Regions from separate parts of the Mus musculus genome. Here regions 1, 2, 3, 4, 5 and 7 are each linked to region 6. Evidence: chromatin contacts called from public HiChIP or PLAC-seq and promoter capture Hi-C data. All regions are on one chromosome and are shown on one strand. Each heading gives the region's core, a stretch centred on a gene start, on an enhancer-like site or on the middle of the called end of the contact. The rest is flanking DNA. Distances are from core to core; before and after follow the strand shown.

Region 1 (3,598 bases), core at 628-3,127, 990 kb after region 6:
AGGCAAATGAGATATGGGGTTTTACAAGTTGGAAACGGTTGTAGGCTGAGCAGAAAACTCCTGAGAGAAAAGTTAAACAGAATTAGAAATGGAGTTTGGGGAAGTTCTTGAGGGTGTTTTTCCCCCTCAAATATAAGTAGAGGAACTTCAGGAACAGAGACAGAGCTATAAAGGGAGGCATGGAAGAGAATCACTAACCACAGGACATCTACCTGAGTCTAACCCCCAGCCACTACCTCCCAAAGCTGAGTCCTGAGGTGCTGTAACCCCTGACAGGCTGGCTCCTGCTACCTAGCCCCCTTCTGGATCATTGCCTCAACACTAGGAGCCCTTCTGGCTTTGTTGCTTCTCTGTGTCTAACTACAACTTGTGTCTTTTGCACATTAATCCAGTTCTGGCAGACTCTTTAGAACAGGTTGACTCCAGTCATCAACACACCTGGCGCAGTCATCACTGTCCCCATAAGCCATCCCCTCTGGGGCTTCCTGCCACAAGAATTTTCAAAAGTTTCACATGAATTTCTATACAAATACATGTACATGTAAACACTAGATCGCCACTGCCTTTTATTCACTGTCTTATTTTCGTTAGCCTTAACAACATTCCCAAAGTATGAGATAGAAAATTCTAGAAATAAACCGTTCTTAAGTTGTGAGATGGTATACATGCCCATAGCGCTGAGTATGATGTAAGATGGTATACATGCCCTTAGCGCTGAGTATGATGCCATCTCATCCTTCCCATAGGGTCCAGTCTATTGTATGAGTCATCCAGGCCATTGCATCCACTGTATATGCCACTACCCACTAGTCAGAGGATGAAGTCCTTGACTGTGTTCAATTCACCCTAACTCAATTACAGACCACAATGTATAAGACAACAGGTACAAGTCAGGTACACCAAAGATGAGCTATAAAATGTATTAGACAGAGTCGGGCATGGTGGCACACGCCTTTCATCCCAGCGCTCGGGAAGCAGAGGCAGGTGGATTTCCGAGTTCAAGGCCAGCCTGGTCTACCCTGTCTCGAAAAACAAAACAAACAAACAAGCAAAAAATGTATAAGACAGGATAAAAGTCTCCACTAATAAAAGAATTATGTTGGAGCTGCTAAGATCTTCTAACAATAAAATAAAAAAAAAAAAAGGAAAAGAAGAAGTCTGAACTAACTTTCTATGGCTTCACAAACTACAAAAGATACAGCCACATATATGATAAGATATATATGTATATATATAGTAAAACGGTGTGTATAGAGTTTAATACCATCCAAGTTTCAGGCATTCTATGGAGGTTACTCTCCTGCCCTCCAGGCAAAAGCAGAGCAGTATGATATTTGAGACTAACCCACTTTTGAAGGGCTGAGAGATAACAATTTCATACTTCAGATCTGTGCTAAATGTTGCTGCGATGAGTGGGTGGTGAGATGTGCCTTTAATCCCAGCACTCAGGAAACAGAGGCGGGTGGACTGGATGTCAGACTGATCTACATAGCCAGTTCCAAGAAGGTAGGCTTACATACTGAGACCTTATCGCAAAGTAAACTTTTAAGAAGAGGAAAGAAATAGTACTTATGAAATACTCAAAAGCCTCCGGTAAGCACCAGAACAGTTGCTGACCTCGAAGTTCAAATAATAGCCCAAGCGGAGGAAGTGGAAATGGTGACCCTCGTTTACAGAAAGTGAATCAGTCACAGCCAGGTTCTGAAATTCCGCATGAACTCATGCTGCCTGAAAAAGCCAGGCATCAACGGTGAGCAACCATGATCTCCGGCCAGCTAGGCACTTTGCTTTCCATTGGGTGGTGACGGTCAGATCTCATTGCTTCTGACAAAGGCCCTCGTCAAACCCATGAGTCATGGTTTGCGTAAGCCACCGCTGCTCAGTGAGAGCAGACCCACTTCCTGACTGCACAGTAGTAACTCTGACTTCCTGACAGCCAAGGCAGACAGGTGCGACAGTGCGGCGTGCAGCGCCATCTGCTGGATAGTGTGGGATAAGCAGCAGCCTGGAGTGGATGGTCTCTGAATTCTGTGAGCTTTGAGACTGCTAGCAGCCAGGCCTGACTGCAAGGCCTGCCAGGAACACTAGCAGAAATACATACCCTCTATCCAAACCATTCCTCGAGGTCCTTTCCTTGTTATAGAATGTGGTGTGGCAAGCACATATGCACATGTGTATTCAAGGTGTATATGTGTTATGTAAAGGGTACAAGATTGTACATGATCTCTGAACAAATAGAAAAAGTGACCATCACTACCCTCATTGCTGGATTTGTACTAAATTTTACAATTAACAGAAACTCATAAATAATCCTATATAATCCCTCACCTTTCTGTATAAGCAGAAAGGAGTAAGGGGTATCAAATACTAGCTCTGCTAGTAGAATTACTCATGACTTAGCCATGAGTGAGACGGCAGCTAACAAGGCTCCTCCTTTCTTTACCAAAGTCTTTGCCCACATGCAAATAAAGACTGGCTGAGCAACTGTTAGGAAGAGGAAATGAAGCAAAACCCAGCCAGCTATGACAAGTCTGACATCAAGCCTCAACTATTTCTGAGGCTGGAAGTGGGTCTCAGAAAACTCTGGCCAGCAATAGGTTTAGGTTTTGGCCAGATGCTACAGAGAAGGTTTCTAACATGAGACAAAATATCTGTTGGAGGAGGAACTGGCCTAGGCATTCATGGACACACAGCATAGGACTAAAGAACTCTGGCCAGGTCTCTTGCTTCCTACAGTTTCCCAGCCGTTGGTGCTCTGCCAGCCTCTGAACTACAGCAGATGTTGCTTCTTGCTTAAACGCTAACTGACTCATTCCCTCTAGACCATAAAGGTAACCAGCTCATCTGACCCCCAAATATAGAGGGATGATTGGAAGATGGTAGGTTTGTTTGTTTGTTGGGTTTTTTTGGTTTGGGTTTTTTTTTTTTTTGGCTTTGTTTTCAACTAGAATGTCAGACTGAGGAACGCCTGGAACAAATAGTTCTGGGTTAGAGGTCAGGGGACTGGCTGGACTCTAGGGCAAAAGCAAACAAGGCTTTTCACAGTGGCTTGCAGGGATATGGTGACAAACCTGCCTCCAGTGGACAGACAAGGAACACTGCTGGCTGGGCTCGACCTTAGGCAGCTGGAGCAGGCCAGGAAAACGTGTTATAGATTCTGCCTCTGCCCCTGTCACATGGAAGTACACAGCATAGGTAACAAGCCAGATGAGGCTGGATCGGCCTTGAGTGCCACAGATGGACCTCTTTTTTGGGTCTCCTATCTGCGAGGAACGGGTCTCTGGTTGCAGGTGGGCGAAGGAGTGGGGTGACAAACAGACACGACACGAGAGAGTATGTTGAATCTGAGTATAATGTCCAAACGAAAAACAGACTTTTTTATACAGAAGAAAAAACAAGAAAAGCCAGGCAGGACATATCTGCTGAATTACAGTGACACAAAACAAAAGGAATCTATACATCAAAAGATGGCGGGGACCAGGCCGCTGTTTACCACTTAGAATGGAGCCAGGTGTAATGCCAGTCTATTGTTAAGCCCACCACTAGGGGTTCTTAGTAAAAACTTGATTATGCTGTTCCTTTGGGCCTAGTGAAGAAA
Region 2 (3,437 bases), core at 103-2,602, 970 kb after region 6:
AGGAAGCTAGACACTAGGGCCTCTTTTTTAAATTGATCATATAAACTAGAGAAATTGTATCTGGGTTCTTACTCTTAGATGAGCACTGTGGCCCTCATTAGGGATGTAGCAACTTCCCAGATGCATCCTTACTATACATCCTGATGTACATCAAGCATGACTCACAGAGCTACCTTCAAAGTCCCTCAACTAGCTTGAAGAGTCACCAATCATTCAAAGAGGCCACCATAAAGCTTTTCCCTTAACCTATAGTAAAGAAGAATATGCCTCTCTTCCCTATATAAACCTATAGGAAGTCTAACATCAGCTGACTCTTCACTATTACACCCACAAGAGGAGCCAGATGATAAGGGGAGAGAGGCTAGACTTTCTCCAACATACTCTGCAAAGTTTTCGTTAAAAATGGTTCAGAGTCTGACTTCTTTCTCAGAGCTAGACAGCTGTAGATGCTATCCGCTATCTTGGGAAATCAACAAATACCGTCAGGATGTCCTCTGTTAATCCTGGTTGCATAATTTTTTAGTTCCGTGCCATACCATTTTGTGTTCAAGTCTTCATGTGCACCTCACTCAGTCTTGTGCTTAGAAACAGGAAAACGCCGCTAAACAAGACAAATGGAAATTATGCAGAATGATCCCAGCAGGATCAAATGCGATACGGTAGGTCCAGCTTGAGAGTGAGTAATGATGAGCATAGTAATGAGGGAACAAGTAAGCCTCCCAAGGAAGCAGCATGGAGAACCAGGAAGAAACAGGCCATGTGGCAAAGCTTTTAGCATAGTTTATCCAGCTCATTTCTCATTAGCAAAAGCCCTGACAGGCCTGCTTTTGCTATTGAGTTTGTTCCCCAATTGCTGCTCTGCCTTAAAATATATCTGGGGAGGTGAAGCCAGAAAGACATGAACACTTGACTCCTGAGCCCCAGGCATTAGGTTTGTGGCCTAATCAGAGGTATTTTGGCACTTGAGGTTCCCATCTAGTGGCCTTCTCGTGTGGCTCCTTCTACAGAGGAAACTTCCCAAGATTAACTGATATCATTTTAACAGGCCAGTGAACCTCACTCACACTGGACCAAGTCTTTACATAGAAAGGGCTGGTCAGGGGAAGGCTGGTGACTTTGTCTCCCATGACTAGTCATGATGCCTGCTTTACAGGAGGTGAGAGCCTAGTGCATAATGAGCACACAGAACTGCCCAGCTCTGCTGGTGCCTTGTCTGGGTAAACACTTCTGTAGTTAGAGCAAGAAATGTAGACCACACACACACAAAAAAGAGAACGCCTATACTATTAAAATTGTCACCAGCTCTCTCTGACGTCAGTAATCAGCCCATCTGTGTGACGCAACTCTGTTGGGTGAGAACGAAACAAGTAAGCAGACAAGAAGGACATGCCAAAGGGCTAGAGAAGGAAGCGAAGGCAGGATTTATCGCTACTTAACAACATTTCACAGACATCAATGGACTCTCACTTTAAACCACCTTTAGTGGGAGGTGGAATGACCTACAAAATGAAATGAGTGCAAAAGAGTCATACTGGATGAGTGACACACAAGAGTACAGGTCAGATATCACTACTGGACTCCAGTTTCGACCAGCCTGCTTTAGGAGTTTGGTCTCTGACTTAGTGTTAGTCTTCTAGAGGGGCCCACTAATATCTCCTCACTGGCCACTTACATTCTCCTTCCATGTGGTTTAGTGTTTCCCAGAGAGAAGTGAAATAAATGTTTTGCATGGAAGGTAAACTTTGCACCACCCTGCCTGCACTCGTAAGTCAGCTCTCAGTGCTTTGTCTCCTCCAGACGATAAACATCACCTTTAGCTTGCACAGTGCTTCACTTGAGGCTGGTCCTTGGGTCACTAGTGGCCTCTAGGACTTCTGCTAATACAGTCCCCACTCCTACCATTTCTATTGTGCCTTGCAAAAATGAAATGCCACGGCCAGCTTTGCTTCCCACTTGTTGATGGGGCCACTGTTCCTGGCCTTTGTAGCATTGTATGTGGATCCCCCTTTAGTTGTGAGAAAGGGGACTTGACACTGCTATGCCTTTGTCTTGATCTTTATGCATTCAGCTATATCATAACTGCCCGTCGTGCTGAAAAAGTGGCCTATTCTTATCACTCCACAACTGCAGTCCATGATGTCTTTTCATCTTAGTAACTTGATAACTTGCTAGCATTGTTAGCTATTCTAACCCCTTTTAGAAGATTAAAGATATATAGCTTTTATATAATTTTTCAAAAAGAAATTGAGGTTTTGTAGATCTCTCAATTTCCTTTCTCTGAAAAGAAAAGGAGAAAGTCGCATCACTGAGAAACCCCAGGATGGCCAATTGCACCATTTCCTGTCTACTATGAGGTCTGGCATGGTGGTGATCTAAAATTTGCAATGGCTGTGCATGATGAAAATTACAAGGGTATTTCTGAAATTGCCCCTTTGTCCTCATTATGAGTGTTCTCCACCAGTGCCTAGTTACTTAAAAATATGTGGCTGTACTTAAATATTTAACAAAACAACGGGCATCTATTATCCCATGCAGTAACTGCAGCTAGAAGCAGCTTAGCTGGGTAGTTCTAGTTTAATATCCCTCAAAATGTTAGAATCAAGCCATCAGCTGAAGCTTGAGTTGTGTCAGGCCTTAACCTTCCCAGAGAATCTACTGTGCAGCTTACTCCATGGCTGTTGGCTGGATCCCCCTTTTCCTCACCATGCATAACTGTTCCTAGGCTGAGAAAGTGTCCTTACAGAAGGGTGATAGACTGAAAGAAGGGAAAGAGATAGACAAAATCCAGATGAAAGCCAGTAGTTTATAACCCAATACTTGAGGTGCAGACTTAGCTTATATAGCATTTCAGACATTTCTCTGCTGGGTCCACAACAGCCTTCAGCCATACTCTCTTCAGGACTGCGATGACAACCCTATGCCCATGTGCTTTTGTAAAAAATAAAACGTAGAATTGAACTCTGAAGAGTTTTCCAAAAAAGTCTAGAATTGTGGACTGAATGTTATACAGTATTCTATGATGGGTCTAGTCAGCATCTTGCCTCGGATTGCCTGCCCCAGGCCAAGGAGGGAGGAAATATGAGACGTAATCAAGTTTGAGAAGTAGAAAGGCTTGCTTCTAGAGCTCCTGCCTTAGTGGAAATCATCCATCCATTAAAACATGACACATTTAACCTATGGCAACACTGACACTTTAAAAAAAAAGTAAGAATTGTTGCCTTCAAAAGGGCTGCAATCCAAATCTCAGTGCCAAGCAAAAACAACTACCAGGTGCCAAAACTGAATGCCAAGGTAAAGCTGATGCTAGAAACCAAATAATGAGGCCTCTCTGATGAGAGCACAGCCTGACAGTAGAAGCAGGCCAGGGCAGAAGGGTCAAGTTTGGACAATAGGTCCTGACTACCACCCAGCAACTCAGCCAGCATGGGAAGAGGGAA
Region 3 (3,812 bases), core at 1,117-3,616, 900 kb after region 6:
AAAATAAGGTGTGAGAAAATTTTACCTAAAATGAAGATAATAATCTTCTACTAGAAAAGGGGAAAGAAATAAGACGTTTCAAAACTCCCCCAGCCTTTGGCTGTCATCAGAATTCTTAGTAAGAGGAGACTAAGTTAGGATGTCCTGTGGGTGGGGATTTACCCACCCTCACCGGAAAAGCAGTGGGATACAGGCTTAACTTGTTCGAGCAAACCCCCCCATTTCCATCTTCACTCCGCCCCCAAATAACTAAGGCGTTAGATATGTGTTAAGTTCTTCCCTAGAGAAGGAAAGAAAACAAGAAAGGTTCACACAGAAGTGTTCTCCAGACTATATTTCATTTAGATATTTGAGTCAGGTATATTTCATGTTTTATGAAACATGAAGCTTTTATTTTGCCCTGTAAAAGTACATTTCTTAATTCACCCCCTTGTTATTGCCTTAATTTCCTTATTCAATGAATTTAAGTGAACTGGCACTATACGAACACTAAAGTAATAGGTGGAAACCATGGGTTAACAGAACTCATACCAGTGGGCTGAAATCAGGACAAGCTACAAAGTGATCTGATGAAACTAGACTTGATACTCAGACTTTTATTTAATAACCACACTACAGAAAGAATTCCTTCTGAGACTTTCATAGCAAGCATTCATAGAATGCTTGAGGGTCTGGAAAAGGGGGGATTTACTAAGGTGTGGGGTGAATATAGAATTAAAGGCAATTATAGCCCAAATTGTATTTAAAAGCTAGAAAAATACCATGTAAATATCTATAAAAAAAAAAAAAATCCAGAAAGACGATGGTAGGGCTTTACAATAATGAATGTCTCGATTTTTAAAACAAAAAGGGATATCTTCTTTTTTTTTTTTTTTTTTGGTTTTTCGAGACAGGGTTTCTCTGTATAGCTCTGGCTGTCCTGGAACTCACTTTGTAGACTAGGCTGGCCTTGAACTCAGAAATCTGCCTGCCTCTGCCTCCCGAGTGCTGGGATTAAAGGCATGTGCCACCACGCCCGGCCAAAAAGGGATATTTGTACAGAGTGCCTATCCCTGCTTTTAAATCTTTCACTTGTTTGTTTGTTTGTTTAGTTTTTGCTCTTGTTTTCTGAGACAGGGCTTGGTTTGAAGCCCAGGCGGGCCTAGAACCTACCTTCCACAGTCAATCTCCCAGCCTCAACTTGGCAATTGTTTGCTTTTTGTCTTGTGTTTCTGATCAGCCAATTAATTGACCTTCTCAGGGGAAACCTATCTAGTCTATCCGCACACAGCTTAAAGAGGATTGCTGTAGGCACCCTCCTTTAGCCATGCCCACACACAGTGTAAACTGAAGTGGAAACTAAGCCAAGCCTCCTTACACTTTGGCCTCTACCTCCTCCATTTAAACTCAGTAAGACCTCCTAGCCTAAATAAAACCAATGAAAGACACAGATCTCAAAGAAGACTCAGAGAATGGGTGGTATCATTGTTTCTTTTTACCTACCTCAAGGTCAGTTATACTCTTCAAGGGCCTTTGAAAGAAGAAACCCCGAACAGTATGGTTTCCCCATGACCCATAAAAAGGCATAACCCTGATCATATGATGAGCTCCAGTGCATATTCTATTCCTTTGAAGTCACATACATGTATGAGTTGATTTTGAAAGACTCTAAGGTCCAACTCTATTTATTGTATCATGACCACCACTCAAAACACATTTAATGCACTGGTATAATTTTGTGCTTAAGTTTTCCACACAGTCTCACACAACTACTGAAGACTACAGCTGACTTGGTAATTTCAAGTCTGGAATTAAAAATAAACAAACAAACAAACAAACAAACAAATAAATAAACCTTTGTGCCACCCCAGTACTGAACTTCCTTTTAAGGAAAAGCTCTCTTGAGACAGCCTACGGTGTCTGCACCACAGAGCATATCAAGACCCAAAGCTTGTGCAGCTGTCAGGAAACAAAATCCGTACTTGGTCATCTGTCCTGCCTTCACCCCTACCGAATGGGGATCTTCACTTCGTACCGCAAGAACAGGTTGACCTATGTGTTCGGTCCACTATTACCTCTCAAGGGGCGGGGCTCCGACTTAGGCTCACTTGGTAACCTTGACACCCAATTAGCAGGGTTCTGCCCCAAATCGGTCCAGCCAATCGCCGCAGGAGAGCCAAGACGAGACATGACGTCAGATAAGATTAACTCGACGCGTCACCCCGACGTCAACCTCTCCTCTGTCGGACGTCCCGTCCTGAGAGCAAAACTCCTGCGACTTTGGGCCCCGCCCCCTTGAGGTGAAGAGCAGCCAATGAGGGAGGCTCTGTGGGGATTCAGACCAATGAACAGAGTCCAGGGCGGGGTGCGGGCTCGAGGGTGGGGCGGCCCGCAGCTGTGGAAGCCCGAGGTCTAGCTGCGCGCAGTATATGACAGTACGTCAGCAGCGGGATGGCCGTAGCTGTGGCGGCGGCTGCAGGAGCCCGAGCAGCCGCGGCCGCAGTGGAGGCTGGAGCCCGAGCGGCGTCCGCGGTGGCACCCCGGGGAGTTTAAGATGGCGGCGGGGGGGGCTGCGGGACTGCGGGAGGAGCAGCGGTACGGGCTGGCGTGCGGGCGGCTGGGGCAGGACAACATCACCGTGCTGCATGTGAAGCTCACCGAGACGGCGATCCGGGCGCTGGAGACTTACCAGAGCCACAAGGTGAGCGGCCGGCCGGGCAGCGCTCGGGGAGGCGGCGGCCACTGATCTTTCTGCCGGGCGCCTGGCGCCGCGCCGGTGGGGCGCTGGCTCCCGCTGCTGCCTCCGCACCCGCCGAAGGGAACGAGGCCAGCCGCGGGCGCCGACGCCGCGGTCCGGGGCCTCTGGATCGAGGGCGCGGGCGGGCGGCCCCTTGTGGCGGGGTCGGCCTGGCCGGGGCTGCGCGGCCGCTGCGGGACTTTCCGACAGCCGCCCGCGGGGTTTCTGGCTTGTTTGGTCCGGAGGAGGAACCGGGTCCTTTGGGAGAGAAGTGTGGCGATCGCCTTACCCTCGGAGGGGGCGCACGGAGCTACCAGTAAAGAAGCGAGGGTCGGAGGCCGCGAGCGGTCAGAGTTTTCTGGGAAACGCGGAGGGATGGCTGAGTCGCTGAGCGAGGGGCAGCGGCACTCCGTGGGGGTGAAGACATAACTAGTACTCTCAGGGACTCGGAGACACTGGCACCCCTATTGCAGGCGAGAGTGTACATGGTGTACTCGGGAAGGCCGGGACACTGGCGCTGCGAGGAGGGGGAGGGGGACACACCTTGCACTCTCGGGGACTCGGGGACTCCAGCTCTGTGGGTTGGGTTCCCGGAGACACACCGCATACCGAGTGGCCGCAAACCGACACCTCATCTCCGGGAGAGACACCAGAAGACTCAAAATCAACTAGAGCCTGAAACAAGACGGCCGGGTCTGGGGAAAGGAATTCTCAGAAGCTCCGCGTAGCCGAAAGGCGCTCCGCGTCCTGTGCTGGCTCGCTGTCTGTTGGCGAGGAGCGAGCCCGAAGGTTGTGGGGAGACAGACGGCTGACTGGATGAGATTCTGCTCTTTTCCTGGGCCCCAGAGAGAGAAACCTGTGGTCTCCGCCTCATCCCATACTCTGAGCGCTTGACTCCACTAGAGGAAGAGGCTCCAAGGCACATACCCTGTAGCTGGAGTCCAAACCCAGGAACTTTCGCACAGAAAGGCACCGTAATGACAATTTAACCAGATGGGGGTATAAGGAAGCCGATTATGGGCATGTAAAAGGGGGTGGGGGAGTAGGGAGACGAAAGTGGACATGTTGTCGAAGGGAAAGACTATACCATATGGAA
Region 4 (3,269 bases), core at 727-3,226, 920 kb after region 6:
ATTTGAACCTTTTCATTGAAGATTAAATATCACAGTTTTATGGAAATATATTTACAACACCTAAGCAAGGGATTTAATTTCATGCAAGTTATGACTACAGTTGTTCCTATTAATAAAATGTAGCTGTGTGCTTAATTTTACACAGTAGGAAATGAAATGTATAAATAGAAAATAAGCTTTGCTAGTATAGGCAGTTTTGTATGTCTGCTTTATTCTACAGTAGGGAGTGTAGCTTGAAGGTGGTATGTACAGGACACTGGGTCCAGTCACCAACACCAAAACCAACAAGCATAATATATAACTTTTAATTAAATGGACCTGTGACTTTTGTGTTTGTAATAGATAATTAACTTTATAGGAGTAGCATTAGTGTAGCTGTTAAATTTTCTTAGATTTATTAGTTTTATGTGTTTGAATGTTTTACTTGTGTGTCTATGTATATGTGTATCACATGCATGCCTGGTACACTCAGAGGTGAGAAGAGGGGGGCTGGAGTTATGGACGGACGGACGGACAGCTGTGGGTGGAATGGAGCCTGGGCTGTCTGCAAAAGCTGCAAGTGCTCCTAACTGTTGAGTCACCTTTCCATCCCTAGTATTATTTTTAATTGTTACTATTAATATTTAACATTAAAAAACTAACCAGATATTTATTTTGCTTCCTCTCTTGAATTAGTATTTATATTCCTATATGCTAGCTATGTAGCATGGCCATTTGAATTACCTCTAAGTGGAGTTTAGGGATTTGGAGAAAAGGCAAGCCCAAGGAAGAAGATCATAAGCTTGATCATTGTAAACCTACATCCTTGTGACTTTTTATAACATCAGAAATATAAAAATGTGCCTATGTGAATAAACAGTTTTTTTAAACCTTAAAACTTGAGAATCTGTGGAGCCACATTAATTACATCATCCATTGGACTAAGAGTACAGGATTTCTAAATCTCTTGTATCACGCTAACTTGAAGATGTTTGTGTGCTTTGCTTCTACATGACAGCTTCACAATGAAGTCCTTTCTTCCGCCTTAGTAACTAAGTGTTCATGGATGGGGTCCTACTAGAAATGAGCATTCTTCTGAATTTTCTTGTATAGCTTTTTAGGTGGTAATTACTAACCTCATCTCATTTTATATCTGAGGGGTTAGTTCAATTGTTTACTTAAGGCTTTTGGAGTTTCCTGCAGTTTTTAATGACATATTTGAAGAGAAGAGCCCATAATGAGAGGCCAGAATCCTAGAACCCTGGTGAGCACTGGCTTTTCAGACAGAAAAGTAAGGTCTGAGCTGTGCTCCTTGGAGCTGGAGGGGCCACTGCTGTTCTGGAACTACTGTTTCCCCTAGCTCTCTCTTTACCTTGTTTGAGATCTCAGGCTAAGAAAAGGTAAATCAAGGATATTTTCTTAGGCGGCACCAAGTTAGACACAACAGCCAAATTACAGGAAGTGAATACTTAAGGCTACCAAACTCTGATTCTGATCGAGACATGCAGTTTAGCACAGACATGGGCTCCTGCAGTCCTAGGTCCTGGGCAAGCAGGTCCCTTCCCTCTGCACAGCTCTCCTTGAGCCCACGTGTCCAGCCCTCTTCCTACTACTTACCTTTGCTTATACCATTGAATCCCTTGCCCAATATAGTTTGCTGCCAAAGGTAATTTAGTTATAAAATGACTGATAGGTTTAACTTTCAACATGTGTTTGAATTTTAACAGGTAAGCTTTCAGCCCAATTACAGTGTGATTGTGTTTGTGTACTGAATGAGGCTTGGAGGCACTGTAGACTGAGAGACTAGGATACTTGGCCCTACCTTGCTTGTTCTGTGTCTATCTCATCAACACCCTACCCTTTTTATTATTCTCCTGGGAACAAAATTATGGACTCAGCATTGTTTTAGAGCCTGCAGCTGCATTCTATCTACCCTTCCCCCTTCCATTTACAGAGCTCTCCCCAGCCCTTTGGGACTTAGTAAAAACAAAGACTCATTACAGGGGAAAGAGTGGGTTGGCACAGCCCACAGGGAGTCCGCAGAGCCATAACTGTAAGGGTCTTCTATACAGTACTCCACTGTTGTTCTTTAGAGCCATGATAAGTTAACATTGCCTGTGCTGATTGCTTTTAAAATCCATCTGAAGTATGCTTATAGAGCTTTCCAGTGTGGAAAATGCTTAGGGTTTTAAATTAGAAGGTTTAAATTTAGAATTTCCACAAAAGATAACTGTTTCTTAGTGAGAGATGTTTGTCTTTTTATATCAAATGTAATTGGAAATATACCTTAACTGTCATGATAGAGCCATATGTAAACAAATTTGAAGCATTGTTAAAGTATCCTTTTAAAAGTGTTACAGATATTCCTTGTTTGCCCGGTGAAGTTATGCTAAGTCTGCACGATTATGGTAGTCCTATGCTAATTATAGGATCCTCTGCCTCCTTCCGTAATATCTATAGAGGGTCAGAATTTAGATCTTGGCAGATTAGCATTTAAGCCTATTTGCTTTTTTGTTTGAACATGTTCTGTTGGGTTGATGTTAGCATCTACATAAATACAGACTAAAACATTAAAGTATGGCTGTATGCTGTATAGAATTCTAAGTCATTGATTATTTGGGTTTTATTTATATAGCTAGGCAGTAGTTTTCATAGGAGAAAATGGAAACTATGTCTGAGAGGCACCTACAGCTATTCCATAGTGGGAAAGGACACACAGGAAATTTGATGCTCATTGAAAGTAGGGGAGCAGTTGGTTCTGATTGCTGAGCTCATGAATGTTAGTAACTGTGTACAACTGAAAATATCCTCAGTTATTCTCTAGTGTGGGTCAGCCAATTTGTCTTCATGGGTCTAATGTATACCTAGAGCACCTACATGTAACTTCAGATCTTTAAGGTAGACTATTCAGAGGACAATGACAAAGCACTATACCAGTTTCCAAAAGCTGCATCTTTATAGTCAGATAAGCTTCATGAAAAGTAGCACTGTTCTCTCTTCCTCTTATACAGTGAAAGTGAGGCAGGTGACTTCCAGGGATGTCGGTTCCAGTAGAGTTTAGAAAATTAGTCTACATAGCTTTGTGAAATTGAACATTTCTAAGGGCAAACAGTTGGTAGAGGCAAGCTATACTGCAGGTGAAAAACTCTTCCCACGCATTGAAGATCTCTGAAAGAGTGTTTCTGGAAAGTTCACTCAATGTTTAATGCAGTCAGTTGTTGATACTATAGACATAACAGTTATTTCACAAACTATAGAAGTTATCTAATTGACATATTAATAAGTTGTTA
Region 5 (3,716 bases), core at 530-3,029, 940 kb after region 6:
AGAACAAAGCCAATTCTCCTGGGACTTGGAGCTCAGCTTAGATACATTTAGTTGGTTTAACAACAATTCGTGGCTTCCCCAGGCATCTGTACCCATAGGACCTAGTACCCTGATTAGTTACTAACAATGACTTTTTTTTCTTCCCTTTCCTGTGGAGTGAAGTAACAAATCTCAGCCTTCTATCCTTCTCCTTTCTCCTTATTAAATAACTCAATTAGCTGACCATATTAATAGGCTAGATCTCAAATTACTTTTTCAATCCATAAGATCTTTTGCCACTTAACATTTGAACTATAAAGTATAAATTATCTATCAACTGTTTTTAAAAGTGTTGCTTTAATCTAATATCATTTTATAAGCAATGATATTGGATTAAATGTAGAAAATACTCAAATCATCAAAATGATTTTCCCCCTAATATAACTAGCTGCAAACTCTTACCTAGATTTATTCTAAAGCTTGAAAATCAGCAAAGACTCCTATACTTTACCACTGATTGCCCTCTGTGTTGGTGATATGTTTTGTTAGTGTAGAGACTAAGTACAATTTATTTACAGTTTATATAACTGGCTAAGAAGGTGGGTGGGCTGGGTTGCTTTGAAGAATCTCACCCTGTAGTCCAGGGTACCCTGAAATTTACTATGTCAAACAGGCTGGTTTTCAATTTGCAAACCTCCTACCGGCCTCAGCATCGTGAAAGAGAGGACTGCACGAGCCCCCACACTCAGTTCATATAACAAACACTTCGACATCCATAATCTCTCCGACCATGCACATTCTAATGGTACCAGGTATTTTAGAGTTCCCAAGCTTTCTTATAGGGATTGTCATTTCCATATATCTTAGGGGTAACCCAATCTATGTTTATCAAAGGTTAAATCTGAACAAAATTCTCTCTCAGCCTCATCAGAGCCCCACATTATCTCTGCCATCCTCAAGTGGCTCTTCATTCTTCTCCTCCTCCCAGCTCTGTCCTCCACCCACTCACTCTCACTGTACAGTGCTCTTCTCTGATCTGAAATCCTCCATGAACCTCCTCAGCCATTTTTCTCCAAATCACTTAACCCCAGCTCCTTTTAATGTTCCTTAATATGGCCGGCATCGCAACCTTTAAAATGTTTGTGGTGTAATCCCTGGACTGCTTCTAGTTTCCCACCTCGGAGTTTAGAACCAAATGGTGTTTAGTCAGAGCCAGATGAGCTCCAGGGGACCATGGGATTTTCTGTTGTTTACCTTGAGTTTTACTCTCCCTGGCTGTGTTGCACTTGAGGTTTGCTGTTGTCTGTTCTTCACCACTTGATCCTTTCCTGCTGGGCAGCTCAATTTGTATTTTCTTACTTTTTATAATGCCTGGCTTATTCAGTTCTTTAAAATGTTAATGAATCAACCTATAGTGCTAATATTACTCAGTACTTATTGGATGCTCATTATGTACAAGGTGTATGTTAGTACTGTGTACGTAGTTCCTCGGATGACTCGCATGATTACTCTGTGAAATAGGTTGTACACATTTTACACGTCAAATTGTTGGGCTCAAAAATTAATGATAATGAGCATGTCCTCATGATCAAATTTTATTCTCATTCATAAACAGCAGGAATTACCAGTTTAGCTCATAATTTGAGTATACCGTGTAAAACAATACCAAATGCTTACCTATGACAGCCTAGGTACCTGCAGACTTGCAGAACAAGGTTCCTTTCAATGGTATGAGCCTGGGTGGAGGCAGACAAGAGTCATGCTGGTCTTGCTGTGGTGTGGTGTGGCATAGTGCCAGGCTGGGCCTCTGCCAGCTAAGCTAGGCCTCAAGCCAAGCTTAAGGATGAAGTTTGCTCTGCTAGGAGTCTAGGGTCATCTGGCCTAGTTTCCTGGGCTGCAAGCTTCTGAAACTCTCCTGTGGGAAACAAAAAGCAAATCCTGTTTGGAGGGGAACCAGGAAAATGCTTTTACTTGGACAACATGAATGATAGTTACTTCTTCCACTCTAGTCCTGAATGTTTCTGTCTATAGTGAACATTTTCCATAAGAAAATGTTACTAATCTCCACCACTTTGTTTCCTAATAGGTCAAATCCACCTCTTGACTTCTACCTAACTACTGGAATTTTGTTGAATTACAAATCTTTGTATATATTGATACTCATGTGAGTGTACAAAATAACCCAGCAGATCTGATATTGGTGATTCTTTTCCCAATTTCCCCACTATCCTTACTTTTGATAAGTTAGCATAGATAGAGTATCTGAACTAGAGAACATCTAATATCTGTTCTGGCATTGTGCCTGAGAGAGAGAGAGATTGTGTGTGTGTGTGTGTGTGTGTGTGTGTGTGTGTGTGTGTGTGTGTGTAATAAATAGACCTTTGAAAAAGTACCACAGGTGCCAAATGGTGCAAGCAGAAGCTACTGCATAGATTAGTTATTTAGACAGAGTTGAAGCCATCCTTGCTTCCCTGCTGATACTGTCCATAAAGGATGGCTTCCTTGCTCCTGTCTTTCTGATGGCCCAAATTAACATTTCCTTTCACATTGTTGACTCACAGCCACTGCTGAAGGATAAATAACTTTGCCATCTAGTACTAAATGGAGGAACTAGAGATGAACTCATAAATATAACTGTGCGTCAGATATAACCCCAGTTTAGTTTGCCCTGTTGGTACCAAGTACTGCTGCAGTATATAAAGGAGCCTGGGGAATTGATTAGCAGTTAGTTGGGTTTGGGAAGAGAATTAACTTTTCCCATGGGGCCTTTCTGAGGCAAATATTAAAAATAAAAATACAACTGCTCTGACTCCTTTGAACTTACCATCTTCCCACATTACTTTTTCTTTAGCATCTCAATTCTATTAATGTCTATGGCACTAAGTGTTCTTCATCTATAGCATCTCTTTCATTAATCTTGGGGTCTCCTTCCTGTTTGAATAGGCACAGAAGGTTTAGAGGGAGTGTAAGCAAATGATGTTTAGATGTAAATCAGTGCCAGTGTTATTGGGTTTTTAGTTCATTCAACCATTTGCAAGAGATAGTCACCCAACTACCAGCCATCTGAAGGAATAGTGACGTTGGTGTATTGGGAGCAGGTACCAGAAGACCCACCACTAGGCCTCGGTTAAGACTCAGCCTTCTCCCTCATCAGAATCCAAATTTTAAATCAAATATCACACTCCCTTTCCTCTTCAGGGCTAAATGAGCCTCCTTTATTTTCCTGTGCCTGCTTCTCAAGGGGCACAAGAAAACGTAGCAACGTCTGGAGCCCATTTTGAGAGCAAGGATCTGAAGCAGACCAAATAGAAGAAGCCTGCTGGATCAGCTCTTCTTGCGCTGGCCTGAGTTCTGTCTCAATGACAGCTTTGTTGGGAAAAAAAAGTTAAGCAGGTTCTTTCTCGCAGGAGCTGGCAAATGGGAGGAAAGTGTGGCATTTCGAGTATTTCCTAAATGATCATGACACTGACCTTATTTCTTCTCCAGAAATTTTTGTTGAACAATCAAAGAATGTGATGTTAATACTGTCACAGCTGAGAAATGATAGACCATAAGGTTTGCATTTAGCGATGTTCGTGTGTCCTCGCAGTCTGGCAATGTGGGAAAGTACAGACTGTGTTCACTCCTGCCCTTCTGCTTGCTGTCACTCAGTCATTAGTACTGACTCATTCTGCTGGTGGAAAGCAGCCATAGCCCTGCCCTCACAGAGCTTACAGACCAACATGAAACAACAGGAG
Region 6 (3,622 bases), core at 942-3,441:
CAGTGGCAAGTGAAAGCTCTGCAATGTGGGAAGTGTGAATTGTGAGGTACTGTGAGTATACATGCATAGCACAGCCAGGTTTTTGAGTAATTAACACAAACAAAGAGGTGACTCGTTATTTTTAGCACATGATTACATGCTTGAATGTCACCTAGGACAGAGCCAGTGAAGAACAATTCTACTAACATTAACTTGATTTCTTAAAATATTTTTGTTAATGCGACTGTTAAAAAAATTTTTTTAAAGCCCTTTGGGTCTCACAGTACATTTCTCCTGGGGAAAAGTCAAAGCTTGATCCCAGGCATGCTGAAAATTATAGAAAGTTAGCACCAAACAGAAATCTTAAATAATAATCCCCAAACTGGCTTATAATGGCTACTGCAGCAGAAACATCGAAGTGTCTAACATGGTTCAGAGGGTACTAAAAGCGAAGATTTAAGCTAGCGTCTAAGTAACCTGGCACAATTTCCTTTAGACAGTGCCAAGCTTGGACAGAGGAATCTGATGTTAGTTGAACATCTGCCACCCATATTTGCCGATAATTTAATGAGTGCATCTTGATAAGAATTCTGGAACAATCATGACTCAAAGCAAACCTTTGCTCTTAGCACATTAATAAAACTATATACAGGAAGAACAACAATATCAACCAACCAGAGCCCCCCCCCCCCAGCTCCCTAGGACTAAACCACCACCAAAGAGTACACATGGAGGGACCCAGGGCTCCAGCTGAATATGTAGCACACGACAGTCTTGTCTGGCATCAATGGGAGGAGAGGCCCTTGTTCCTGTAGAGGACGGATGCCCCAGTGTAGGGGAACCTTAGGGCTGTGAGGCAGGAGTGGGTGTGTGGGTGGTGGAGCTCCCTCATAGACGCAGGGGTGGGGGGATGGGATAGAGGGTTTGCAGAGGGGAAACCAGGAAGGGGGAATAACAGTTGAAATGTAAATAAATAAAATAATCAATAAAATATATAAAATAAATAAAACTATACATTTAAATAGCACAGAAAAGTGTGAGGAAGAACTTTCCCAAAGAAACATCACTGAAAACATGTATGTGGCATGTCATCTCCTGCTGAATCTAGTCCTTATGGAGACATCTGCTATTTTACAGATATGGAAACACATTTACAAAGACTGACACATTGAAATCATTGCCACTTGAGTTAAGAACTCTACAGTGCACCGGAAGGCTAGCACACCTAGATGATCAATCAGTCCTCGATGCCTACTTTCTAATTCTAACCCCAGGTTTCTAGTTGCAAAGATTATCTGGTTATTGCATCTTTTTTCCATACCACTTACTGGGAGGAAGGAAGATTTTGAAATTCTCGCCATAAATCAACTTATGACTCTCTGTAACCACAGGGTTTGTGAACTCTTTTGTTTTTGTTGGTTTTTTAAAAAAATGTAATGCTAAAACTATGCTTCCTGGTTTCAAAACATTACAAGTTCCAGCTTGATTGGGTATAACATACTTGGTAGGACAGACGTTCAGTGCACTAACCAAAAGGAACACGTTTGTCCTCTTATAAAGTTATATAGAGTAGTGAGCTATACTCATTTCTCTCTCCCCATCCCCCGCCCCTGAAAATTGATCAGTTGTTCCCTGATGGTTTTTTTTTTCTTTCCCATTCTCCACCCTCCTCTTTCGAGTTTGAAACTGCTTGACCATTCTTTTCTTTGTAAGTTTTTTATCTTTACTTAGCAGTTGAAAAACTAAACCTGGGCTACAGTGCCTCCCTCTTGTCTACCTATCCAGGTATGTGTTCCAAAGGGCGGAACTAAGGATTGCTGTCCATTCAATTTGGGAACGCGAGCTGAGCTTGGTGCAGCTCGCCGCCCAGACTGTACCGCCCAGAGCGCCCAGTCCGGATTACCACTGAAAGTAGAGCCTTCTGCTTCTGCCCGAGCTTAATCAGAAGTTCTTCAAGGAGGTCTCACCGGGTCCCTGCCCTTGACCCTCCAACTTCTGGACGTGGTTCCTCTACTTCCTAGAGGAGCGAGGTAAATACACTTCCTTCCCAGACCTTGCCCCTTCTATTTACCGTCTTGTACCACCAACTTGCGAATGCCATCGCGACAACCCTGACTTGCTCCGCTGGGAACCTCTCGAGAACGCAGAACGTGCACCACGATGACACTCTGCTTGGCTGGGACCCGGCTGACACCGCACAGGACACAGCTGCCGGGTGGGAGGGCACAAGGGGAAAGAGCGACAGGGCCCGCCCAAGCTAGCGTGGTCCCGCCCCATCCCAAAGCTAATTAGGAAAGAGGTGTGTGTCAGTTTTTCAGCTGCCACTCCCTAAATGGAGGGCTAGGGTTGGGGGCGCGGGGGTGACTTCACACGGAGGTCAGAACTCTTCTGCCCAGCCACAGGAGCCCACTCCGGAGGTCCCAAGTCAACTTTATTCTGCCTCCATGCCCATGCTCACTGCCTGGGTCTCACTAGCCCGCTTTGCTCCAGGAGTCCCTCCACCCAACTCCTGCCACTACCCAATTCGGAGAGCCTTTAGCCACCTGCTTGCCCGCAGGCATGGAGTTCTGATCTCTTTCCCACTCTGGAAGGTGCAAAGAGGGGCAACGCCCCGAGACTGCGGCGGGACACTCCAGGACTTAGGCCTTTTGCCGCTTGCCCCGCGGCTCAGTCTGGAGTACGACTCACCTCCTGGGTGTGGCGAGCTGCCGCGCCGCGACTGGGCCTGGGAGAGGCGGCAGGCTTCGGGCCGGGCTGGGACATTTTTCGGTGAAGCCGCTGCGGGCGCAGCTTCCGGGAAAACGCAGCGAAATTGTTTGCGGGGGGGAGGGAGGAGCGGGCAGCCACCTCGGGACAGGAGGAGCGGGACAGCTCAGTGAGGCAGCTTTTCCGACCCAGCCCTGAGCCCTCGCCCAGCTCAGTTAGGCCCTCCCCTTCCTGCCCTGGGCTCACTGCAGAGAGCCCAACTTCTCAGCAACCCAGAGCTGAATTCAACACTGTCTGCTCAGGGTTTGTAAAACAAGACCCTCCCCCAGACTAGCCCCCAAGCTGCAGGGTTCTCAGTGAATCGCAAATAGGGGAAGCTGGAGATTGCAGTTCCCGGGTGGAGTTGTCCAGACCAATCTAGTGATTGTGCAACCAGAGAGCTGGACTGGGGCGTGGCCTAGACCCCTTTTTCTAAGAATTTGAAGAATTAGACACTTCTTTGCAGTCTGTCACTAATTCAAATCTAGCCTAAATCTGAACTACAAATAAGAGAGAAGATCTTGAAAACAAATTGGTCTCTCAGTGTTCGTGTACTTGTGTGTGTGTTATATCCTGTGTTTGATTATTTATGTAGCCAATTCTGTAAATGTACTAAGGGTTTTCGAGCAGAAGCCTGCCTGCTCTAATGCAAATCAGCAGAGAATCACAGGTATTAAAGTCATCTTCCTTTCTGGAGCCTATGTTTCTGAGGTTGGGTTGGTTTTTGCCTTGGCTTCATTTTATGCAGTACTTCCTGTTTGGGGGCTGGAAGTGAAATTTAACAAACCTTTTGAGTGCTCATCCAAAGGGCCTGTCAGCCTACAGCTATTTATTGCTGGCTGGTGCCAGCCACAGAAAAGCCTGTGTCACCACAATAGCATTGCCATTTGTAGGCTTT
Region 7 (3,460 bases), core at 854-3,353, 870 kb before region 6:
TCCCTACTCTAGCACCTAGCTCCAGGACACATAGCTAAAGCTTATCTAGCTACTGTTAGCAATCGGGGACACAACAACAGCAGGATCAGTCACCACAAGCTGCCAAGATGCTACACATTCCTACTCTCGCCACTAGTCACATATCCTTCCTATGTACATGTTCGATCTCCCCTTCTAAAAGGACACTCCCTCCTCTCTGCACTCTTTCTTCTCCCTCCACCTTCACCCAGAAGCAGCCTCTGGATTCTCCCTCCCTAATAAACCTCCCACGTGAGATCTGTTGCCTAAAGTGACTTTATGGAATCTGTTGCTTAGATTGTAATAGCCACCAAAACCAACAGATAGGGTAGTAACCCGCTATCCACGTCAATGTTAGTTATTTATGACAATTACCTCATAATCTCTAAGGGCTCACTTACCAGCACTATGAACTAGGAATTTACCTGAGGGTCTTTAGCCTTTAGTTCTGTGTCAACAATAGACACTGACTGAACATTTCTGCTTAGAAAAGGATCATCAAACTCAGTCCAGACGTAATCTCCAAACACAATATTATGCCGGTTGAGCAGCCTGTAAACACTCGACTTTATATCTTCTTTTTTTGCAGTGCTAGAAAGATAAATAAAACATATATAAAATATCTTAGTTAAGAAAAACACTAAAAGCTGGGCGTGGTAGCACACGCCTTTAAGCCCAGCACTTGGGAGGCAGAGGCAGGCGGATTTCTGAGTTCGAGGCCAGCCTGGTCTACAAAGTGAGTTCCAGGTCAGCCAGGGCTACACAGAAAAACCCTGTTCCGAAAAACCAAGAAAAAAAAAAAAAAACCAAAAAACAAACAAACAAAAACGACAAAAACAAACAAAAAAACAAAAAAAACCCCACTAAAGTATAGCTAGGTCTGGCTGTAATTTCAGCATGCAAGCTGAGACAGAAGAACTTGTTTCAAACACAGACACTCAGACACACACACACACACACACACACACACACACACACACACACAGACACACACCTTCCCTCCCTCAGACCTCAGACATATACAAGAAAGTCATTAGTCAAGATGGGGCTTGGCAGTGTACTGTCTTAGGATCAACTGTAGGGTCCCAGGCCTGCAGTCATACCATCAGCCACCCTCAGGCTAATTAGAAAAAGGAGGTGCCACTAGTTCTTCACACACTACTATGAAAATTAATAAAAATTCAGTGTTTGAGACAAGCCTGAAACATTATGAGCATTCAATCCATGTTAGCAGCCCTTTTAAGGAAAACCTGAAAATGCATAGCTGTAGGGTCTAACCTGGAGTACGTACATAATCTTTGTAACAGGAAATTTGCCACTGGATTCTGGCTTTGCAAATTAAATACTTGCTCTACTGACACTGCACTTCCTTGCACCCCTAATTGACTGGAGATCACTTCTGTCGCTTAGCAGGTCCTATTACATGGAGCTCATCGTTAGGCTGTGCTCCATAGGCCAGTCAGTTGAGAGCTGTGGGGTCCTGCCAGATAGTCTGGGATGGTGGTAGGGTCTGGATGGGATATGCGGCAATGTGAGAGGTGAAACTCAAGAGTAATGTGTGGTGGGATGGAGGGCAAAGTCGGATCATGCTGTTAGGGTCAACTGAAGTGGGGTGGAGGTGTGCTGGGTCATACTAGGTGGGTTCATGTCAGGCTGTTCAGGTCGTGCGAAGTGGGGCCGTACTGAGGGGTGGGACGCTGTGGGGTGGAATCCTAAGAGTTGGGGTAAGGTCGTGCCACTCGGAGTCACGCGTGGTGGGGTCGGATCAGGTCGCGCCCCGCGTGGTCGGACTCCGTATATACGCTCACCTTCCGCTGCGCTGCAGAACCTCCACATGGACCGCGGGCGATTCGGCAACACAGGGAAGCGCTTGCTTCAGGTCGCCCACCGCCTCGTCCATGGCGCCGCCGCCGGGAGCCGAGGGAATGCCGCCGGAGTGAGGCCGCGGTCGCCTCCCTGCGCCCTGTGCGACAGCCTTCTCCGATGTAGGAGGATCCACCTTGGCTAAGGGCCGGCCAAATCCACTTCCGCCGCCCGAGCCGCTCGGCGCTTTGCAACCCGCCCCGCCCCACCGAGCTTCGAATCTGCCGCGCGCTGCGCACCGCCCCACCCTGACCCGGAAGCACTTGGCGGTGGCGAAGGCGCTACTTCCGACTGGCGCAGGTCGAGCTACCGGCAGCCGCTTCTCACCGGATCCCGTGCTATCTCAGCCATGGGCAAAAAGCACAAGAAGCACAAGGCGGAATGGCGCTCGTCCTACGAAGGTGCGGATCCCACGGGCGGGGTCTAGGTTGCCGATACGGGCAGGGGAAGGCGTTCCAGGGGAAGGGCGTGGTCTGTGCTGGGCGGGGTCCCGTGAGAAGGAGGAGCTTAGAGCCAGGTAGTGGACAATCGTAGGAGGGGCGGGGTTAGAGCTGAAAAAGGGAATCTGCTGCGAAGAGGCTATAGGCTTCTTTTTTGGGTCCTGTAGCCACTATGTACCTCCTCTCTGACACCAGGAAGACCCGCAGCAAAAAGAGGGCTTCCGTGAAGGAATTGGGGTCCTGGGTCTCAGGTCGGGTTGTTGTACCCTCGGAATATCCTCAGTGGTGATTTTGTGGTTTGAAAGAGAGGATTGAACACCAATCTGTCAGTTTGAGATTACATAGTCTGTGGTTTTGACAACTCCTTGCTGTCTAGATTCACACCCACAGGGGTGCAGTATTTCTACTCAGTATTTTGCAAGCTTGACCTACGTACGGTCTGTGTGCAGATTATACAGACACGCCACTGGAGAAGCCTCTGAAGCTGGTGCTCAAGGTGGGAGGAAGTGAAGTGACAGAGCTCTCAGGATCTGGCCACGACTCCAGCTACTACGACGATCGCTCAGACCACGAACGGGAGAGACACAGAGAAAAGAAGAAAAAGAAGAAGAAAAAGTCAGAGAAGGAGAAGCACCTCGATGAGGAGGAGAGGAGGAAGCGGAAGGTAAAGGTTCAATGGCCTAAGATGGGTCCCTAATCACGCCTGGCTATACCGTTGCTGCAGTTCTGGGCTTCCAGGGCATCTTCAGGTGATGCCTGTCAGGTGTCAGGAGTGGCTCTTCTTCCCAGTCTGGGGAATGCGCAGACGTGTGCGGAGCCTGCATTACCAGTCTAAAAGGGTTCTGGCTGTTCTGTGCCCTCTATTCTTCCATACTTACAGGAAGAGAAGAAACGGAAACGGGAGAAGGAACACTGCGACTCAGAGGGGGAGGCTGATGCTTTCGACCCTGGAAAGAAGGTGGAGGTGGAGCCACCCCCAGACCGACCAGTGAGAGCCTGCCGAACACAGCCAGGCAAGACCCTGTCCCCAAACATGAGTTTCCTACCTTGTCTATAGCGTGGTTATCTAGTTGTTGGGGACATTTCACAAGCTAAAAATGAGTAAATTCTCTTGAAGACTGGTAAAACAGACACATGGA

The links. Promoter capture Hi-C pulls out the DNA fragments that hold promoters and counts their contacts. HiChIP or PLAC-seq counts read pairs in DNA pulled down with a chosen protein or histone mark.
Region 1: a promoter capture Hi-C map of liver shows a contact between it and region 6, with 7 times the contacts expected there. The contact joins the enhancer-like site here to the promoter of Cast in region 6. A contact is called at or near these places in 6 of 39 promoter capture datasets (the 3T3-L1 cell line, embryonic stem cells, hippocampal neurons and 2 more), 2 of 484 Hi-C or Micro-C datasets (B cells and hematopoietic stem and progenitor cells), 2 of 115 datasets of contacts at active chromatin or transcription factors (bone marrow-derived macrophages and embryonic stem cells) and 4 of 9 other capture datasets (adipose tissue, embryonic stem cells, liver and 1 more).
Region 2: a contact with region 6 is called in an H3K4me3 HiChIP or PLAC-seq map of bone marrow-derived macrophages, with 4 times the contacts expected there. The contact joins the enhancer-like site here to the promoter of Cast in region 6. A contact is called at or near these places in 4 of 39 promoter capture datasets (the 3T3-L1 cell line, 3T3-L1-derived adipocytes, cranial neural crest and 1 more), 3 of 115 datasets of contacts at active chromatin or transcription factors (acute myeloid leukemia, bone marrow-derived macrophages and cardiomyocytes) and 3 of 9 other capture datasets (embryonic stem cells, liver and macrophages).
Region 3: a contact with region 6 is called in a promoter capture Hi-C map of neutrophils, with 5 times the contacts expected there. The contact joins the promoter of Ell2 here to the promoter of Cast in region 6. A contact is called at or near these places in 11 of 39 promoter capture datasets (the 3T3-L1 cell line, 3T3-L1-derived adipocytes, the C10 cell line and 7 more), 3 of 115 datasets of contacts at active chromatin or transcription factors (acute myeloid leukemia, bone marrow-derived macrophages and pancreatic cancer cells) and 3 of 9 other capture datasets (adipose tissue, liver and macrophages).
Region 4: a promoter capture Hi-C map of pre-B cells shows a contact between it and region 6, with 2.6 times the contacts expected there. The contact joins the enhancer-like site here to the promoter of Cast in region 6. A contact is called at or near these places in 7 of 39 promoter capture datasets (the 3T3-L1 cell line, 3T3-L1-derived adipocytes, embryonic stem cells and 3 more), 2 of 115 datasets of contacts at active chromatin or transcription factors (acute myeloid leukemia and pancreatic cancer cells) and 3 of 9 other capture datasets (adipose tissue, liver and macrophages).
Region 5: a contact with region 6 is called in a FOXA1 HiChIP or PLAC-seq map of pancreatic cancer cells. The contact joins the enhancer-like site here to the promoter of Cast in region 6. A contact is called at or near these places in 8 of 39 promoter capture datasets (the 3T3-L1 cell line, 3T3-L1-derived adipocytes, the C10 cell line and 4 more), 1 of 484 Hi-C or Micro-C datasets (bone marrow-derived macrophages), 1 of 115 datasets of contacts at active chromatin or transcription factors (pancreatic cancer cells) and 2 of 9 other capture datasets (macrophages and pancreatic islet).
Region 7: a promoter capture Hi-C map of liver shows a contact between it and region 6, with 3 times the contacts expected there. The contact joins the promoter of Trip13 here to the promoter of Cast in region 6. A contact is called at or near these places in 3 of 39 promoter capture datasets (liver and pre-B cells).

Annotation. Positions count from the first base shown.
Region 1 is chr13:75,796,069-75,799,666 of GRCm38.p6, forward strand. No RefSeq gene overlaps it. Among named protein-coding and RNA genes, the nearest start is that of Glrx, 42 kb to the right of the region's middle. Within about 2 kb of position 1,878, at least 284 of the 459 cell types and tissues checked have an H3K27ac peak or open chromatin away from gene starts, as enhancers often do. A contact at or near this core is called in B cells, adipose tissue, bone marrow-derived macrophages and 5 more, where this site is marked.
Region 2 is chr13:75,777,014-75,780,450 of GRCm38.p6, forward strand. No RefSeq gene overlaps it. Among named protein-coding and RNA genes, the nearest start is that of Glrx, 61 kb to the right of the region's middle. Within about 2 kb of position 1,353, at least 20 of the 459 cell types and tissues checked have an H3K27ac peak or open chromatin away from gene starts, as enhancers often do. A contact at or near this core is called in acute myeloid leukemia, bone marrow-derived macrophages and macrophages, where this site is marked.
Region 3 is chr13:75,705,118-75,708,929 of GRCm38.p6, forward strand. Ell2 (elongation factor for RNA polymerase II 2) reads left to right here and starts at 2,367. Exons shown (of 12, transcript NM_138953.2): 1 at 2,367-2,680. The coding sequence starts at 2,534. 1700037F03Rik (a long non-coding RNA gene) reads right to left here and starts at 2,040. Exons shown (of 3, transcript XR_873683.1): 1 at 1,962-2,040.
Region 4 is chr13:75,725,210-75,728,478 of GRCm38.p6, forward strand. The region is part of intron 2 of Ell2 (elongation factor for RNA polymerase II 2); the gene reads left to right. Among named protein-coding and RNA genes, the nearest start is that of Ell2, 19 kb to the left of the region's middle. Within about 2 kb of position 1,977, at least 47 of the 459 cell types and tissues checked have an H3K27ac peak or open chromatin away from gene starts, as enhancers often do. A contact at or near this core is called in pre-B cells, where this site is marked.
Region 5 is chr13:75,750,967-75,754,682 of GRCm38.p6, forward strand. The region is part of intron 4 of Ell2 (elongation factor for RNA polymerase II 2); the gene reads left to right. Among named protein-coding and RNA genes, the nearest start is that of Ell2, 45 kb to the left of the region's middle. Within about 2 kb of position 1,780, at least 91 of the 459 cell types and tissues checked have an H3K27ac peak or open chromatin away from gene starts, as enhancers often do. A contact at or near this core is called in liver and pancreatic cancer cells, where this site is marked.
Region 6 is chr13:74,805,769-74,809,390 of GRCm38.p6, forward strand. It overlaps Cast (calpastatin), which reads right to left and starts at 2,192. Exons shown (of 31, transcript NM_009817.4): 1 at 2,051-2,192. The coding sequence starts at 2,080.
Region 7 is chr13:73,935,664-73,939,123 of GRCm38.p6, forward strand. Trip13 (thyroid hormone receptor interactor 13) reads right to left here and starts at 2,104. Exons shown (of 13, transcript NM_027182.2): 1 at 1,827-2,104; 2 at 444-609. The coding sequence starts at 1,918. It overlaps Brd9 (bromodomain containing 9), which reads left to right and starts at 2,165. Exons shown (of 16, transcript NM_001378947.1): 1 at 2,165-2,282; 2 at 2,771-2,985; 3 at 3,202-3,334. The coding sequence starts at 2,231.